Linked DNA regions of Mus musculus: region 1 is linked to region 2. A link is a contact called in public ChIA-PET data. All regions are on one chromosome and are shown on one strand. Each heading gives the region's core, a stretch centred on a gene start, on an enhancer-like site or on the middle of the called end of the contact. The rest is flanking DNA. Distances are from core to core; before and after follow the strand shown. Region 1 overlaps Foxo3 (forkhead box O3). Region 2 overlaps Armc2 (armadillo repeat containing 2).

The links. ChIA-PET counts read pairs in DNA pulled down with a chosen protein or histone mark.
Region 1: a contact with region 2 is called in an RNA polymerase II ChIA-PET map of memory CD8 T cells, with 17 read pairs. The contact joins two enhancer-like sites.

The regions. Positions count from the first base shown.
Region 1 is chr10:42,218,679-42,221,919 of GRCm38.p6, forward strand. All of the region lies in intron 2 of Foxo3 (forkhead box O3), which reads right to left. Among named protein-coding and RNA genes, the nearest start is that of Gm38485, 55 kb to the right of the region's middle. Within about 2 kb of position 1,498, at least 103 of the 459 cell types and tissues checked have an H3K27ac peak or open chromatin away from gene starts, as enhancers often do. A contact at or near this core is called in memory CD8 T cells, where this site is marked.
Region 2 is chr10:41,935,661-41,938,662 of GRCm38.p6, forward strand. The region is part of intron 12 of Armc2 (armadillo repeat containing 2); the gene reads right to left. Among named protein-coding and RNA genes, the nearest start is that of Gm33058, 22 kb to the right of the region's middle. Within about 2 kb of position 1,726, at least 71 of the 459 cell types and tissues checked have an H3K27ac peak or open chromatin away from gene starts, as enhancers often do. A contact at or near this core is called in memory CD8 T cells, where this site is marked.

The DNA.
Region 1 (3,241 bases), core at 248-2,747, 280 kb after region 2:
ACCTCCTATTCTGGGGAAGAGAATCAAGGGCTAGATTTAGGGTTTTTTGTTTGTTTTTGTGGCTCTTCTTCTTCCAGTCTCATCATACAGCCCCGGCAGGCCTAGAACTCATTCTGCTCTCCAGCTTAGCCTTGGACCTACAGGCCCACACCTCTGCCTCCTACATGCTGGAATCACAAGCTTGTACCATCAGCCAGGACCAGCCCTGTGCTCGCTCCAGACTCAGTTTTCCTCTTGTGTCCTGCACTGCTCACCCAGAGGAACCTCGAGAATCTATGCTTCATGTCCCCAGGGCACGCATCACACCTAAAAGAGAGGCTGAGTGGTTAAGAGCAAGCCCTGGCTGCTCTAGCAGAGGACCTGTGCTCAGTTCCCAGAAGCCATGTGGTGGCTCACAACTATCTGTAAGTCCACTTCCAGGGGATCTAATGCCTTCTAAGGCCTTCTTCTGGCCTGTGGGGAACACCAGACACGCTCATGATACAGGCACAACATGCATGCAGACAACACTCACACACGTTAAATACATTTAAAAACAGGCAACAGAACATAAGCTGTTATGCATGTAATGTGGTACAACAATAAATACTTCCGCTGGGGGAAACCTCAGAGCCTATGCGACACTCAGAACCCCGACTCTGCTCATTCTCAGCATGTGACTCACACTCAGTGGTTCAACTCCAAATGTCCAGGACACTGAAGAGTTACCAGGGTGCCTAGGCTCTGTAAGTTCTCAAACTCTTTCAGGGAGTACAAGGCTGGGAACAGGGGCAGTGTGAAATGTGAGGCTCAATGGGGGTGGGGGAGGGGCTTCCCGTCTGAGCAGATTCAGCTTCCTGGGTTTCATCAAGGAACGGTATCATCATCAGGTCGTACTCTTACTCTAGCCCTCCTCCTGAAACTTTCCAGAGATGTCCATACATGTCTAACCAAGGAGGCCACCTCCCAACATGCAGTGATAAAAAGGCTGGGCTGGGTTAGTCCACTTCTTTCTCAGAATGCAACGTATCACACACCTCATGTCCAGTTGGAAGCACCCCCACTGAGCAGCTCATGCCGCCTGTAACCCTAGCTCCAAGGGGATATGTCGCCTGAGGCTTCCATAGGTACCTGCACTCACTTATACGTACTATCTACATGCGAAATCTACAGGTAACGTCTACATGTATGTGTACATGGGCACATACTCACATGTAGATACACACATACACATAACTAAAAAATAAGTAAAAAATTTCCAATAAAGTCAAATAAAGACACAAGGTCTTAGGGGGCTTAATGTACTCTCTATCCCCTGACCCCAGGCCGTCCCAACACGGGGAGGGGCTATGATCAGAGAGCAATATTGAGCCTATGGGGCAAGCATGCTGTGTGTGTGTCCCCACCCAAACTTCTCCTCTTTAAAGCTTCTCTGGAAAGGTGTAGTGAAAGGACAGCCGAGCCTAGCTCATGTCTGCATTCCCCCGCTCGCTTGATCACTTGACAGGATGAAGCTCGCTTGATCGTGTGCAGTGGGTGGTGCTTGATGCACCCAACACCTGCAAGTGCATTAAGTCACACAGAGAATGAGACATGGCACAGGGAATGTATTCCTTGTCAGAAACCAGGGGACGGAAGAAGGTGCCCATCACACTGTAGAGGCAGCCTACACACACCCACCCACACCATGTACACACACACCACACACACTCACACCCACCCACACACACCACATACACACACACCACCCCCACTCACACCCACCCACCCCCACCCACACCCACCCACCCCCACACAGACACACACACCCACACACACACACACACACACACACACACACACACACACACACACCAGAGCTGGCTGTTTCTCTAAAGAGAAGCCAAAATGGAAAGGAAGCAAAGCCTGGGCCTTAACCTCAACCACCCTGGGGACAGTTCAGGAAATGAGCAGACAGGTCCTGCCCTTTCGAGGTCCTCCCTCCGCACAGCTCCTCCTGTGCGTCTCGGGGGCTTTGGCTGGCATGAGGTCACCACTTCCTTACCCCTCAGCTCAGTCTTATCTCTGGAATCCTGAGTCACCTGGGGCAATATCCTCTTATCACCTGGAAGAACAGCCTTTCCAGCACCCATCCATCCTTATAACCTCACTGTGCCTGTACATGGACTTGCAGTGTAAGTTGCTACTGTTTCATTTTCTCCATGTCTTATTCTACACTATTAACTAACGTTATTGAGGAAGAAACTCAAACACAGGGGTGACATTATTTCCTAAGGTCAAATAAGCAGAGCAATGTGAGCAACCTAGCAGTAGAGCCTACTCCAGTGGTATGTAACGAAGTCACAGGCTTCTGTCCTAGTAGTCAAAACTCCTGTGTGATTAAAAACGTGAGTGGCCCAGTCAGAGGGAAGGGTCTGCAGTCTGCTCTGAGCAGCTGGTCCCCAGATCTAGGAGATTCAACTTTCCTTTTAAGAGGTTGCAACCAAACTGACTCCTGTATAGTAAGAAAAGCAAAAAAATAGCACAAAGGTATAGACAAAGGCCATTCATTAGGTAATCTCCCCCTCACCAGCCATTTAAAACTGGAAACTGAGAACCGATCATGTTCTTAATGTCTGAAAGAAGAAAACGCAGCACGTGACTGTCCTCCACATGAGAGTGCGGCACCCGGCATCAAAGAGTGCATTGTGCTACACACACACAACGGGGGCAGACTTGTAATGACGCAAGTATGTGACCTTCAGGCAGCAAACACACTGTCTGCTACCCTAATACGTTCTAGCTTTTACTGTAGAAACAGTTTTCTCAGCATCTCCTAGGCTCTACAGACCTTAAATACTATCTTGTCTACAGTAAACATACAATCTTTTTTTTTTAAAGTCAGCTAATCGGACAAATTCCTCCTCTCCCCCTATGTCTTGCACTTGAATCAGTTTCTTACAAAGCTGGGCTCAGGATCATTCACTGTGATTACCTCTGTTTCCTTAACCATGGCAACCCGCACTGTAACTGCTCACTATCCCTCCACTCGGTGTACGTGGGCACAGAGCACACAGCACGTATTAACCTGGACCCCACTGAACATCGTGCTCAGCGGGTGATGCATTTATGACAGGACTCTCCTCCTATGTTTAAGTCCCCAGCTAATGATGCTACCACGCTAACATCCCATGTCAGAGGTGTTCCCAGCTGACGGCCACTTTAAAGTTCCAGCGTCCGTCCTGGTGAAATGGAGAACCCCTGTCCAAGCCAAGGTTACTCC
Region 2 (3,002 bases), core at 476-2,975:
ACCAAATGCAATTTACACCATAAAGCAGACAATATGTGCCTAGTGCTTAAATGAGATCTACCATTTAATTGGATCTTGATAGGAATTCTTACCTAAACTGGAAAGTGTGGCTTTGAATGGAGTTGATGGCAACTGTTTTCTGTCTCAGTTTTGTGCCCATTGAGACCTGAGCTACAGATTGTCTTAGCACTTGTACATAAGTTGAGAACTCGCTTGTTGCCCCTGTGGAAGTCTATTCTGAAAACTTCTGTAGAGCCCCACCCCCACCCCTGCCCACACCCCCAGAGAAATACCACATACAAACTCAGCTCACTTCACCCAGGGCTGGGAGTAAGATTTGTTGTCAACAGAAATAACACACCACTCTCAAACATGTCTGCTGCAAACTTACGAAGTTCAGATGTGGCTAAACACACATTTACACACATCTGTGCTCTTTCAAAGGGAAAATCTACAGGAACATTGGACCGTTTTAATGACATTTAATGTGCTTGTCTCATGCAACAAATCAAGAGCTGGGGGCTTGGCTAGCTAACTGTGGTCCATGAGATTTCCCCCCGGGCAGGTCCTTCTGAAGGTCCCAAGGGCCCCACCTCATTCCTCCCTCATGGGCTACTCTGATTGGTGCTGCATGCCTGCCAAGGATGGCAGCTGGTCCCAGGACAACTTGTTTTGACAAAAGTCTGGCAGAGAACATTGGGAGAAGAGTCTAACACAACGTAACATAACATCTTGTTTTCCCTGAGAAATTGTCTCTGTAGCTAGGGAGAGCTCAGTGGGAGAGCACATGTTTAATGTGACACCAACCCCCCTTCCACCTCCACGGGCACACACTTACACACACACACACACACACACACAGAGAGAGAGAGAGAGAGAGAGAGAGACAGAGAGACAGAGAGACAGAGACAGAGAGACAGAGAGACAGAAAGACAGAGACACAGAGACAGAGACACAGAGAGAGACAGAGACACAAACACAGACACAGAGATAGAGACAGAGACAGAGAGCAAACAGGTCAAAAATTGTCAGCTGCCCAAGCAAAAGCAAGGAGGCAGCCCAACATTCACTGGAGAAGCTCATAGCTGGTCTTGGCTGGTCTTGTCAGTTGTTCCCTTCTTTAACATGCTTACCCTACGTCATGGTGACCTGAGTTAGCACTTGAGACCCCTGGAGGTTCATCTCAAAGTCACTTCATACACACTGAAGGACGCGTCTTAGGGAACCACCTCATTTGTGTTACAGGTTCTCCCAGCTGCAGCTCAGCACAAGCTCGGGCAGGAGTTTCTTAGAGACGGACTCTCGGGTCCCACCCCAGACCTCAGCCAGAACCAGCCAGGGTGAGGCCCAGCAACCTGCATCCCCAAAGCTTCCCGAGAGATTCATTCCAGTGTGGAGCCTGGGATTAAACTGAGAAACCTCTGTTGTCCTTTTTATTGTATGGCTTTACAAAAACACACAAATTCGTATTCCTCCTGGGTCATCCTCACAGCAAGATGTGTAGAGATTAAAAGTGAAGGCCACCCACCCCCTTGTTCATTTTCAGCACACTCAGAAAAGCCTGCTCTAAATGCTCAGTCACACTTAACAGCTGTAAGGGCAGCGATAGGTCAGATGCTTGCTTTGGGTACTCGATCATGTAATTTCTCTCCTTTTTCCCCTTTAACAAAAACAACAGCAGATGGGGAAGAGATATTTCACATCTCCCATCAGCAGTGAGTCCGGTACAGGATTTCCCCCTCAGTGTGCTGTGGAAGTAACTGGCCACAGCTTCCTGTGTAGCACTCTGCCCCCTGATAACATCACTTTGTGTGTGCGTGTGTGGAGGGGGGGCAGGGTATAGGTGACATTTGTCAGTATGAAGCTTTTTTTTTGTTTTGTTTTGTTTGGGGGGGGGTCTCATGTAGCCCAGGCTAGCATCTAACTCATGATCCCCCTGCCTCAGCTTCCTCAGAGCTAGGACTAGAGGTATATGTTTCAATTTTAGAATCTACAGTCTTGAAAATCACAACAGGCTCACACTAGTAAGCCCAGCACGAATAGTATTGGTCAGTGCCAGCCTGGTGGGTTCCATGATAGCCTAGGTTTCATAGCAAGACCACGTGACCAACAGAGAAAGAAAGAGTGGGGGGAAAGGGAAGGAGGGAGGGAGAAAGAGAGAGAGAGAGGGAGAGGGAGAGAAGGACAGAGGGAGGGAGGGAAAAAGAGAGAAAGAAAGAGAAAAAGAGATGATAGATTGATTTAAAACACACACACAATTATAAATGGCAGTGTGATGTCACGTTAACACGGCTCTTGTCAATGAGCCAAGTTGTCCCCAGTGTGAAGGGTGACACGTCTCCATGTTGGTGTTGCTGAGAGAACACAGTGGGCACTCAGGGCAGCCCTCTCTCAGAGGATTAGAAAATGTGTGTGTGTCACGGAGAATACACTCCAGGTGCCAGTTAGAGGCAGACATGTAGACAGGGCACCCCAAACCAGACACAGACAAGAAGGGTCTGACACTAGGAACTGAACCCAGAACCTTTCACTGTGCCGATCTCTGAGTTACTCCCCCAGACCCAGGCTGGTGGTCCACTCCTTATTTTATTCAATACTAGTTTTTAAATTATCTTTATTTTATGTGTATGGGTGTTTTGGCTGCATGCATATCTGTGCACCACTTGTGTGTCCGGTGCCGGCAGAGGCTGGAAGAGGGCATCAACCCTGGGACTGGAGTTACAGACGTTCGTGAGCTGCCATGGGAGTGCTGGAGACAGAGCCAGGGTCTCTGCAGGAGCAGTCAGTGCTCTGAATCGCTGAGCCAGCTCTCCAGCTCCTCAACATGATTTTTTATATGCATAATAGTTTCAAATTTTTCTGGGTCAATAAATGTTAAGTGATAAGTGGTTTACATACATGGACACAAAGACAGCACACAAAGGACCATCTTGTAGGTAAGGAAGACAGTTCAGAATTTAGAGAAACCCTTTCCCAGTTAATGCGTTCACAAATTTGGAGTA